Linked DNA regions of Anas platyrhynchos: region 1 is linked to region 2. Evidence: chromatin contacts called from public Hi-C data. All regions are on one chromosome and are shown on one strand. The core of a region is the stretch at or near the end of the contact, and the rest is flanking DNA. Distances in the headings are between cores, read along the strand shown. Region 1 holds the start of CDKL5 (cyclin dependent kinase like 5). Region 2 overlaps CDKL5 (cyclin dependent kinase like 5).

Evidence for each region. A called contact is a pair of places that touch in the nucleus more often than the background predicts.
Region 1: a contact with region 2 is called in a Hi-C map of small yellow follicle, with 1.9 times the contacts expected there. The contact joins the promoter of CDKL5 here to the enhancer-like site in region 2. A contact is called at or near these places in 3 of 8 Hi-C or Micro-C datasets (F5 follicle, small yellow follicle and subcutaneous adipose tissue).

The regions. Positions count from the first base shown.
Region 1 is chr1:127,305,040-127,311,609 of IASCAAS_PekinDuck_T2T, reverse strand. CDKL5 (cyclin dependent kinase like 5) reads left to right here and starts at 2,696. Exons shown (of 18, transcript XM_072028940.1): 1 at 2,696-2,834.
Region 2 is chr1:127,243,771-127,250,123 of IASCAAS_PekinDuck_T2T, reverse strand. All of the region lies in intron 3 of CDKL5 (cyclin dependent kinase like 5), which reads left to right. Among named protein-coding and RNA genes, the nearest start is that of CDKL5, 62 kb to the left of the region's middle. Within about 2 kb of position 3,248, at least 4 of the 8 cell types and tissues checked have an H3K27ac peak or open chromatin away from gene starts, as enhancers often do. A contact at or near this core is called in F5 follicle and small yellow follicle, where this site is marked.

The DNA of each region.
Region 1 (6,570 bases), core at 1,447-3,946, 62 kb before region 2:
ATTTCTTACAGACTGGCACCATTGCTTACGTGACTTCCCCCCTACCGAAGGGCTCTGTTGGGTTTGGAAGAGCTGGGCAATTCTGCCACGGGGCTGCCCAGAAAACCTACATCCCTGCTGAATCCCCACAAACATGCATAGCAGGCAGATCCTGGGGAGCGCCCCACTTGCCAAGTTGGTGGAGGATGGTTGCAGCACCCACCAAACGGAGGAGGAAAAAATCAGTTTGCAGAACTTGCGTGGAAATGATCACGCAGAGGAACAAAGCCATAACTCTTTGATCGTGAGCCCAGTGTTTGAAATGAAATGATCCCATTCAAGAGCAATACTGGCAAATTACACATTTTAAAATACACATTTCAAGAAAAGCTTTGTGAAAGGATGTCAGCGCAGTTACAGCAAACTCTACCACCTGAGAATTGTGACTGTCAGCCTTTATTGCACCTATTAAATATGCAATGCTGCATAGGAAATTTGTGGCAAAACACTCTTTAAATTACTGCTTGCTCAACTGAGAGCATAGTTCCTGGGAAAGCAACAGCCAGTTTGTAGAGAGTAATAATAAAAGCAGCATCACTCCCTTTTGTTGCATTGTTTTCTCTCAAGACCCTAGGAAAGAAACAATATCTATTCACTTCTTCACGGTTTTTGTTTCTTCTGTATGTAATGAAATGTCACTGCAAGCAAGAATAATGAATAATCTGCTCCTATCTGTGTGCCAATTTCTCCACTTTCCAGCTAGGCAAAACTCCCATTGATATTTTTTTTTTTTTTCTGTGTAAAAACTCCTCTAAAATGCTCCGCTCCCCTTTTGCTCCGTGCATTTATGTTTACACCTGTCGGGGCTGTACGGCCAGTGCTGCCCACTTGATATCCTCATGCCTCTCCCCGTACGCCCATCGATGCTTGCGTCCATCACCTGGCTGCAAGTGCCAGTGGCGTGGCAGGGATGCAGCTGGTGAGCAGCCCCTTGCTGCCGAGGCTGTGTAATGTCGTGTAGCCATCGATCCAGTATGCCTGCCGCTGGTGCAGTGACCCGTGCAGGCTCCTCGAGGAGGCACGTGCCTGGCACTTCACGCCATTTCCAGCAGAATGGATCAGACCGCTCCGATCTGTGTGGGATGGCCAACCTGACACGAAGCCAGCTAGCGCCTGTGGGACCAAAGAAGGAACCGGGGCAATCTGGCTGCCTTCTTCATGCATTTGTCTCTGGCCTCGATCACTCCATGCCCCAATCTGGAGTCCCTGAAAAAGTGACACTTAGGTGGTCCAAACTTGGGCATTTTCCTCTCCTTTGTATAGGAAAAATGCCTAAAAACAGCATCTTATTATGAATGAGACCCACTTCTTATTTGTATTCAGAGTCATATATATATTATGACTCTCTCTCTCTATATATAATATATATATGATATTTATATTCATATATATCATATATTCAGAGTCATTTTTCCTATTTTAGTGACTTGGTGGAGTCTAGCCCAGCTTCTCACAAGAAAACCTTCATTATAGACCATGACACATGTCAGAAGAAAGGGGCTTGAGCTCCACACCCATGCCTGATTGGCAAGGGTTCACCTTAGAAAATTCCGTCTTTTTGGCTGCGTGAAATGAGCCTCGAGCTCTTGGAGGCAGTAAACAAAGAGCTGTTGTGCTCTGACATTTCTGTCATAACCACAAGGCGAGGGAGAACAATGTTATTATGAATATATTGAAGAAACCCAGAAGACAAGTGGGCTGTGATATCTGATTTCTGGCATGTAAACTTTGGCCTTGTTAAAGCAGAGCTCAAGACGAAGGTTTCTTACAAAGCATTTTATCCGCTCTATCACGCAGCTTATTGTGAGAAACACCCAAACCCAGGCAGCTCTCAGTAAAAATAGTAACAACAGCATGTCAGTGTGTGAATATGGTTACTTGTGAGAAGCACTGTAGGAAAATAAAATGGTTTTTGTGGAGTTTTAACAAAAAAATCCCCTCAGACTTTGCCACAGCCACGCTCCTGTCTCCTTGTTCTCACAGGAACTCGACACGCACCACCACGTCGCTTACAATCTGGCCTCACATGAAAACGACGAGACACACGCATAGAAGAGAAAAAAATAAAATTGCTTTAATTGCTAGCATATGTCACCGGAAGCTCAGTTCGTTATTTTTGAGCGTTAAGTCGTTTATCTTCGTTTGTAACCGGTAGCACCACTGCCTCCCGTCCTGGAGCCAGCACAGGCGGAGGGGAGCGATTAAGGACCACAACAGGCGTTGGTGATGTACAGAGTGCGAACACGGGTAGCACACTTATTACATTTAGTCAGTAGGGTTATATCTTTATTTAAATTCAATTTAAATTTTTGAGTTATGATTATGGGTAAGGATGCTGGGATCACTGCTGCCCCTGTTCCTGCCCCTGTCACTTGTCCCTGTCACTTGTCACTTGTCCACGTCCCCAGCCCTGTCCCTGTCCCTTGTCCTTGTCCCTTGTCCCTGTCCCCTGTCCGTTGTCCCCCGTCCCCAGCCCGGCCCCGCGGCCGTTGCCCGGCAGCCGCCCGCCACCCGAGCCTGCCGGGAAGGCTGAGGGGAGAGGCGGCGGCAGCGGTGGCAGGCTGACGGCCAGCTCCCATTGGTGGAAATTTACAGAGGGCGGGGCTTGGGACCGGCTCCCCGCCCTGCTATTGGTGGAGCGAGCCGTCAATCCGGGCGCGGGGGCGGGGCGGGGCGGCTAGCGGCTTGCGTTGAGAGGCGGGGGGAGCGCGGCCAAGGGGCGGCGGCGGCGGCGGCGGCGGGGCTGTGAGGGGAGCGGCGGAGCCGGCGCCGATCCGGAGCGGAACCGGAGCGAGGTAGGGGTGCGGGCTGGGGGAGCGAGCTGCCGGCTGCCAGCCCCGCCGGCTGCCGGGGTAGTGGCTCCGTGGCTGGAGCTGAGCGGCGCTGCCCGCTGCCGTTCGCCATCCCCGGGGGGCGTTGGGGGGATTTTTTCCCCCAAAATTGGGGGGGGTGTTGGGGGTAACGCCCCGGCCGTTAAACGGCCGCTCAACGCCTCAGCCAGAGCCGTTGGAGGGGCTGGGCTGCTTTTGTGCGTGCGGCAGGGAGGAGAGGAGGGGGGAAAAATAAAAAAAAAATAAAAAAAAATGAAAAAAAGGCTATTTTTATATATATATAAAATCTACCTGCCCGGAGTAGGAGCACGGAGCGCCATTTTAATAGGTGGACCGAGCGGCGGAGGTGTATCGCCTGCTGCCATCGCGCCCACGCAGCTGGGGGCAGCCTGTGGGAAATGGCTCAATTTGGGGATGGGGATGGGGAACCCCCCCCCCCCCTTAATCCCCTTAATTGGGGTGCCTGTGGATGGGTATGGGGCAGAGGACACCTCTGGGAGCCCCCTCCCAGCCTTATTTGTCAGGGTTTCCCCCCAAAATGCGGCTTTTGCTCAGGGTTGTGTGGGGGTCGTGGCGATGCTGAGGTGCCTTGGGTGTTGCTGAGGTGCAGGGGAGCTGCACTGCATGCGAGGCTGGGGGAAGGAGCGAGGAGGAAAGGGGCAGCGTAGAAGCAGCAGCGATCGCTTGCTGCAAGATGCGAGTGCTACACCCGTGTCTTGCACCTAGGGCTGCTTGGGCTCCTTGCTGTCAGGGCTGAGACCTGCGGCTGAGAGCAGCCAGCATCGCTTAAAACCACACACGTTTAATATATACATATTACATCTCACTTCCAAGTATTACATCTCACGGCCAGCGTTATTGGAACGTCAACAGCTTCAGCGAATCTGATATACGGTGTTGCTCCATGTCAGGTATTTTTATCGTGTCAGCCTCCAAAACCAAATCTAAACCCAGAAGTTCATTTTGCTTCCTTCCTTTTGTCTCACTTTGCAATCAGTTTTATCAAACCTGTTAGCGTTGCAGGTGGTACATTCTGCCTCGTTTCTTAAAGCTGGAGGTGTTTAAACAAAGAAATTGCAGTTCTGTTTTAACGCTCTACGTGGATCCTTCTAGTTTAGCCCAAAAATAATGAGGAGAAAATGCCCTTTGAGGTTCAGGTATTGAAATGTTTACTGTAGCTCTGCACTCTTAACAAAGCCCTCGAGAATATCAATTTCATAAGTCTTTCTGCAGTGAAATAGCCACAGGAAAACATTAAAAAAATGCACGGTTGCTGTGAAGAAAATGTCTTTATAATAAAGAGGTTTGGGTTAGCCTGTTGGAAACTATTATTGGAGAGCTGGTCCAGTTAGCTGTAGTACTAGCGCGGTTTGACACTGGCAGTGGCTATTTCTGTTGTGTGCAGCAGGGCTGTGTGAGTGGGAGGCGAGCTGAGGCTGCAAGAACAAGGTGGAATAAGAGAACAATTTCTATATGCAGGAGGCTCTCTCTCCTATATGAAAAGCCAGTTCTCCTCCATTATAAAAATAGCTATTTATAATGCTGCCTATATATGGACGCTCTCGAAAACCATGCGCGTGTAAGCGTTAGCGTGCTCTCTGGAACACACAATGCTCAGCAGTAGACATCTGGAAGATAGAAAAAACAGCAGTTTTCCTAGGTATTACTTAAATTCTGGACAAGGTATGAGCTCGTATTTATGAGATTTTTTTTGGAGCATCCGTGGTTAATCAGAGCAGAGCACAAACGTGGATCTGCTCTGAAAATGGGCTGATGTGGAAGGTGTGTGAAGGCTCTATGTGCTCATCATGTGAACAGAACAAGAATGGCGTGCATTTGTCATAACTTATTTTTGAGGATTTTAGAGAATTTTAGCACTACATTCATGAGCTAAGCTGAACAGCTCTAGGCTTTCATCTTAATTTCCACATCAGGAGATCAAGGCGAGAGAATGGCCAGTGATGTGCTATAGCTAAAGAATGTATGGGATATAATGAGGAATAGAGTTTATTTCCTGTTTCTGAATGCAGAATTCTGTCTTGAAGGCCACTCTTTGTTCTCTTCCACCTCTGTTTGTTTTACCAGACAATTCAAGGGTTGTACCTTCATGTCTTGGTGCAAAGGGATTTGTTTGTGAATAGTAATAACAGCTTTCTGCATCAGAAGCAGGGAGAATTAATTTCACGCTATAAATTAAAATGAGTATTAAAACAATACATAATGGCTTTCTGGGTGTACTTATTAGAACATCAGCCCTCTTGCTGAGTCTGCCCAGTTTAATAATATTAAATATCAATGAAGGAGAAATGTTGATCTTGTGGATGTTCACAATGCTGGTGTGTCCACCTAGATAAAAAGCCTAAGCTTTTTGTTGTTGTTGTTTATGTGACAATCTCAGTATATTACATGACAATCTCAGTGTATTTCTCTATGACTGTGCTAAATAAGATAGTGAAATAATTCATAATTATCCTGAAAGCACCACAAGGGGCCAAAATAAATTTAAAAGGTTCTGCGTGCCTTAAACTTTGCTGCTGTAGGAACATTGTGGGTGCGCACAGCTGCCCACGTTTTCTTTTTTTCTTCCCTTCTCTGAGGCAACCATGAGAACCCTGTAGGAATAAGCTAGCCTGCCAAGAGCTGCCTTGCCTGTGTCCCTGGGTTATTTTCAGCAAGAATAACCACCTGAATGTACGGGCTTTCAAGTCAGAGTTGTGCTCTGCTTCTCTCTTCATCCAAAGGGCTGGCACCTAAGTTATGTCTAGGTGCAGTGGAATTGAAAATAATCCATTGCGTTGGACTTTATTCCTCTTAAAATGAGGAAAATGTGCATGGAATAAACAGTTACAGTTAATACACGATGACTTTCCATAACGCTTGACTGTGATGCTGGAATGTTTAGGTCTCCAGAAGCTTTTAATTCTAGCTTTAGTGCAATGAGATCCAGTTTTCTATTGTTATTTCAGAAGAGATGTCGGTGTTCTAGCTTGCCTTCAGGCTTGTCCTTCAAATCTGAGCAGGTTGAGCCTTCTTGTGCTGGAATTGCCCCTTAACGTCTTGAAAATTAACCCTTTTCCCAATGCCTTTTAAATAATAGCATAGCTTAATTTAACATTGACATTTATTTTGGAAGAAGGAAGGTGGCACTCCTGAGAAACGGTTGCCTGGCAATACTTAAAAATAAAAATAAAGCCCCCCACCAAATTTAGCCTCTGAAAAAACAAAGCGCGAATCAATTCGTAGCTGAATCACAGTTATGCCAGCCACACAGGGCTCCATTATTCTGCCGAATTGTATCGCTGCCTCTGTTAATCTTTTCTTGCAGATGACTATGGAAATACGGCTGTTAATGGTAACACTGCTCCATTCAACTGAAGGTAGGGGAGGATGTGGCTCAGTAGAATCAAATATTTATTCAACTATTCAATGTGCAAAAAAAGAAAAAATAAATCTTGGAGCTTGAATAGGAAAGCAACCCCCCCCAGCCTTTTCTTCACGGTTAGGTGTCAACATTGAAAAGTCCTACTGGGTTGTAGGAATTGTACGTTCCTAGAGAATTCAGAGAAATGGTTAACACTTGAAGTTTTTTATTATTATTATTTTATTTTATGGTGGAAGGTTCTTATTTAGCTTAGTTTGTTAGAGCTGTGCTTTGTTTGTTCTTGCCATCTAGCAGCCATTTATAAAGCCCTTGTATTTG
Region 2 (6,353 bases), core at 1,999-4,498:
TGAAGAAAATACTTTACAACTGAAGTTTTCTGATTATATTTTCTCAGATATCACTCGTGTCTTCATCCTAAGGTAATGGTTCAGGAAAGTACTGAAAAATTACCCTCTCTGCTAAAGCATCATGTGCTTTTTCCCTAAACATGTTTGTGTGAAGGAAGGCATTTTTTTTAGCAGTTCTGAGCTAGAAGAAAAAGTGAAAATGAGGTACGTGTATAATTTTGAATTATTTAAATTCTTTGACAGCTCTGTTTCTACAGTAAACAATAAGATCCAGAATTTTTCAATGAGAGAAAATACTACCTTCTGAGATTGTCTGACTGGGATATGATCTTGCATAGAATAAATTTGTAAAGGCAAATGTAGAGGAATAATTAGGTCCATGGATCTTTTGTGCTTGTTTTTTTTTTCCTCTTGATTTTTGGTATAGGGTAGGTTAACAGTTAACAAATTTGCAAGAGCTTTTGCTTTTTTGAGGAGATGGCAATAGCTGTCTATTCACACCATACTACGTGAATGAAGTCTATGTTAGGAGACTTCTTTGTTTTTGATGGTTTTATTTGGTTCTAAAGTAATTAATGGATTTCCTTGATAACATTCTTATATAATACTTACTATACCCAGAGCTTTGGATATTTAATCTTTTAATGTAGTGTAGTTTTAAAAAATAGAAACTAAAAATTAGACATCTGGAATTGTGGTATAACGAAACCAAGTCAGAGGTAGTACAAGCATGAATGCCATGAAAACTGCTGAAAAAACAGAAACTGCTGTTAGAGCTGCTCTTCATGCTCTACATGAGCAGAATGCTTGCTGCTACATCAGTTTACAGAGGACAGAAGACAACCTTTATCTGAAGAAGCTTTGTCATATATATCTACAACTAGTTCAGCCTAATGCAGTGCAGCTTCAAGCTTATTTGTACAACTTTAGTTAGCTTTTGTTTTTTCTTTAATAATCTTAAATGTTTTGTTTCTCCTTAATCAAATATGAAGTAACAGTATTGTTTTTAAATATTAACAAGTAATTTTACAAAGTGAAAGGTTTGAATTCCTTGGGGAGTAAAAGTTTCCAAAGCTCCTCTAATTGTTACTTGTTCTTCCATGTCCATTTAGATCAATCTTACAGTGCCTTGGTATTCAGAGAAGTACAGCTCTGGGACATCAATATATAACATACATTCTGAATCCAATTTTTTTTATTTATTTTTTTTTATGACAACCTTTCACATAAATATTTGAGGTCTTATTCGAGGATCTTAACCTGTAACATCCTCCTGGAATCTTAATGTAAGAAAAATAGCTACTTCCAATGGGGCTGTCTTTGCCTGTTATTTAAAGCTTTATTGATCTCAGGTAATACCTTCTATTATACTGGGAAAAAGAAATAGAAAGCTTCTAGAGGAGATATTTATAGCTTTATGCACATACTCATTGGAGAACGTGTGCTGTATTGTCCAATATGCAAGTTAAAGAAGATGGGTGAGCTTCAGAAATTCTGGTCTTGCTGCTAGCTGTGCCAGATTGCCTTGTGGGATGTGAGAATTGATGCTGTACGGTTGCATTGGCAATGGAGATGTTCTTACTTCAGTAGCACAGTTGGGAATACTTTATTTGTATTACTAGCTTGTATATTGCAAATACAATCCAGTGGTCTGTGGTGTGTAGCAGTGAAACCCAGCAACTCCTGATACAGAGGAGGTAATATATCTGAGGTTAATCACTTTATTTCTAACTGTACTGTAAAAATGTGTGTTTGTACGTGTGTGGAAAAAATAAAGCATCCAGAGACAGAAGGGTTGCAAAGTCAAGTAGCTTGGGTGGAATTAATCTCACCCACTGTTTCAGTGCGTAGGTCTTATGTAAACGAGGGAGATCAGTTATGTAAATTGAGACTCCAGCCCCCAAAAAGCAATTCATACCATCTGGGTAAAATTGGCAACCTTTTGGCCGAATCTTCTCTCCTTCCCCTGCTTTCACTAGCTGTGGGGAAAGCCTTGATCGCACATACTGGGTACATAACTCTTAGCAAGATAGACTGTACTTTGGAAATGTTTGAGGTTTGCTCTAGATGTATTGGGTCTTTTTAAACACAGAGCATACTTGTTCTCCGTTTAAATTTAGCTTGGGAGATTGCGTTTTCTATTTTGGACCTGAAGAAGGGCTTCAGTTTCTTTCGCGTGTATACCAGCAGTTCTAATAAAAGAACGTTACCTTTTCCCCTCAAATACTGCCTTGCTTATGTATGCTGTGATAAACTTACTTTTTTGCACATAATTTTCCAGACTCCTCAAATACAAAATTCATCATAGAGCACCATATGGAGACCCACGCAATTGTCACACAGCTGTCAGCTTCTAGTATTTGATATGGTGTAGCTGGTAGCCTGTTGCCTTCATCCTCTGCACATACCAGGACTCTGTGGAATGGGACTCATCTGTGGTTTCAGTGGGTTTGTAGCTATTTCTGAATTCGCCCATTCCTTTGCTTTCAGTAAAGGTGGATTCCAGTAAAATTGTAGATGTTCACAGATTTATTATCTTATTTGTATACTAATTTCTGAGTCCCATTTCCTTTTCTCAGCTGTCTTCTAATCTGTTTTCAGTCTGCATTTTTCTGCCTGCTCTTCCTAGACTATTTAGTTGCTGTGTTCCCTGGCTGTCAGATCTTCATTCTGCATTTTCTTTTACCCTCCTCTCTCCACCTGTTGTTTCCACATTTGGGGATGCTGTGGTTTAACCACAGCAGGCAGCTAAGCACTGAGCCATTTGTTCACTTCCCTCTAGTGGGACTAGGGAGAGAATAGGAAAAAAGGTAAAACTCAGGGGATGAGATGAAGACAGTTTAATAGGACAGAAAAAGAGGGGAAAATATATATACAAACCAAGTGATGCACAATGCAATTGCTCACCACATGCCAACTCATTCCCAGTCTGTCCCTGAGCAGCAGTGTGGCCAACCCCCCCAGTTTAATTGCTGAGCAAGCATGACACCATATGGTACGGGATATCCCTTTGGTCACTCGGGCCAGCTGTCCTGGCTGTGTCCCATCCCAGCTCCTGATGCACCCCCAGCCTCCTTGCTGGCAGGGCAGCACAAGAAGCTGAAAAGTGCTTGCCTTACAGTAAGCTCTGCTCTGCAACAAGTAAAACATCAGTGTGTTATCAGCGTTATTCTCATCCTAAATCCAAAGCACAGCACCACGCCAGCCACTCAGAAGAAAATTATCTCAGACAGACATAATAAAGATGATGAGACCTTCCCCTTTTGCCAAGAGTTATTCTTTTGTCATATTTGGGCAACCTTTCACCACGATCATAAAGTCTGCATGATAGCTTTTTTTCTGGCTCAAAAGTGCACGCGTATGTGTTTGCAACATCTAAGAGTTGTGTATTAGATAGTCTTACTGGTAGGGGGTAATTTTTGTAAGAATAGATTTAAAAAAAAAAATTAAAAAACAACAAACTTCTTAAATGTTCCTGGAGCTGGTGAGATGTTTAAACTTTTCCTTTTTGAGATTAAAAAATAAAAATACATAGAGAGAAGTCCTTGGACTCTGCAGAAATGACCTGAAGTGAATCCACAAGCTTCTTTCTCAATTAAGCTCCAAAACTGGAATCTTAGAAATGCTATTTTTATGAAGAAGTCTGAGTAATTACAGTTTTTTCCTCATGTTTAGTAGTGACAGAAGTCTTCCTTGGGTGCAGTTTCCTTTATTTCCTCACGTACATTTACATTACCATACACCTTGTTCAGAGGCAGCTCTGTGGTTCCTCCAACCTCTGCGACAGTGATCAGTAAAACCAGTGTATGTTTGAGGTATAAATTTTGTTAGCTGTCCTTTTTAAAGAAATTTGGATTGAATTTGAATCCTAGATACTGTTCTATAAAGAAGAAACAGTCTCTCAAAGGAATGCAGTTTTAAATGCTTGGCAGAGCAGAATGGCAATATTGTTAAGAGACAAGAATTTCTCCCTTATTGGCCAAAGAATGTGCAGTCTGTCTGATCCTGGAGAAGAAAAGCCCTTAAGCCCTTCTTTCTGTATGAACTTGAGTGTAGACACTCTGAGAAGAAATGAAGATGTCCATTTAAACCCATTTTGATATGTAGACTGGAAATTAAAAACAAATAAAATAAGCTAAATTAAAAGGGAACTAGGAAAGAGCATTGATTTAGGATTTATGGGTAACATCCATCAGGCTCATGGAGAGACTTGGAAGTGAGGAGGAACGATCAATGAAATATCAAGAAAAATAATCCTACCTTATGATACTAAAACTAGTTAAAAAATGAGGACAAGTGTAGTACCTATTTGTACCTATAGAACTTCCTCTGTTAGAAAGTTGCCCTAGAATTTGGCTTTGATAAGAGCATAGTGTAGTCAGCAAGTATGTCTCATGTTTTGTTGGGGTAGGGAAAGAGAAAAGAGCAAAAGATAGCTTTTCCTAAATGCCATAGTATTGTTGGGGGAAAAAAAAACAACAACAACAAACAACTTGCTGTAGTTGTGTAGAGGAAGAAGTAGCCAAAGAATTGAGGTTAGAAAACAGAGGTGGTATTTCTCATTCAAATTTCGTGAGTGAACTGAGGCAGAAGGTAACAGAGCACAGACCTTGAACAGAGTATTCAAGAAACTAGTTGGTGGGGAGCTCATGGAAGGCAGCTTAAAAGGCAAGGGAAAGCTCACAGTCCTTTAACAGCATCCTCTGAGCATATGAACAGTCCATCCTGGTGCTCAGGAAAATAGGTAGACTGATCAGCAGGCTGACTTGGCTGAGCAGGGAGTTCATGATGGAGCTCCAAGAGGGGGGAAAAAAAAGTATACAGGAGGTGGAATCAAGGATAGACTGAAAAGGGGGAATATAGCAACATTGATTGGGTGCATCTGGGTGGTGTCAGGAAAGCCAGAGCTCAGCTGAAGCTGAGATTTGCAAGGGCAGCAAGAAGCACATCTGTTGCTAGGTTGGCAGAACAAGGAAAGTGTGGACCCACTACTAAGTGGGGCTGGCAATTCAGTGACAGCAGACCCAGATACGTCGGAGGTGCTTGGTGCCAACTTTGCTTCTATGCTTAGTGAAGGGGTTGAGGAAGGAGATGAATTATCAGCAGTGGGTGAGGATTGAGTCAGGAATTACTTGAGATAAACCGTACAATTTCATGGGACCAGATGGGCAGCATCTGAAGGTACTGAGTCCTTGCAGCAGGGCATCTCTTGATTCACTGAAAGGCTGTGCAGATTGAGAGGTGTCTGATGAAAAGAGAAAGTTTGTTTTAACTATTATTTTAACAGTATTTCAACTGATTTTACTCATGACTGGAAAATCCAAATGCAATTTTCCCTACATTTCACAGTGTGGTTTAACCCAGCAGGCAGCTAAACACCACCGAGCAGTCTGCTCCCTCCCTCCCTCCCCAGTAGGATGAGGGGAGGGAATTGAAAAATGTAAAATGTGAGAACTCGTGGGTTGTGATGAAGACAGTTTAATGGGAAAGAAAGAAGAGGGAGGGGAGGGGAGAAAAAGTTGGTGCCAACACAATTACTCACCACCAGCCAAATGATGCCCAGCCTGTCCCCAAGTAATTGCAGCTCACCCCTAGCCAACTCCTCCCAGTTCCATAGCTGAGCATGACACCCTGTGGTGTGGGACATCCCTTTGGCCAGTTTGGGTCAGCTGTCCTGGCTGTGTCTCCTCCCAGCTTCTTTTGCATCCTAGCCTGCTTGCTTGCAAGGCGGTGTGAGAAGCTGAAACGTCCTTGGCTTAGTGTAAGCACTGCTCTGCAGCAGCTAAAATACTGATGTGTTATCACCATTGCTTTCATCACAAATCCAAAACAGAGCACCATACCAGCTACTATGAAGAAAACGGTCTTCCAGCCAAAACCAGGACACCTGTGCATACTTAAGATGAATATGGGACTTCATTTTCTTTTCATATGTTCCCACGGGTAGTAGACGTAGACAGTTGACATGATTAAGATAGAAATTCAGGTATGTATGTGTGCACCTGTACAAGTGTATAAAATTCTGCTGCAGTGAGTGGATGGCTCATCAAGGAACAGAGAGTTCAATTCATGCTACTAGGGGAGATGAAAGGTATACCTAGATACCTAGGAAATCTCAAATGCTGATGTTTAGGGTTACAGGATCTTGTCTGGAGTGACTCTCCAGCTCTGCTGATTGTAGTCGAAGTTTGAACACCTAGCTCCATGCACATACCTGAATTCAGATGTCTTAAATCTGAAACTGGATTCTGACTGAAGAGTTTCAGCCTAAGAAACCTGCTTGACAAGCCTGTCTTGGTTCACAGTAGATGTTTTTTTAAACAGGTTAAAAGAAAAATGCCTGTCCAACTCTT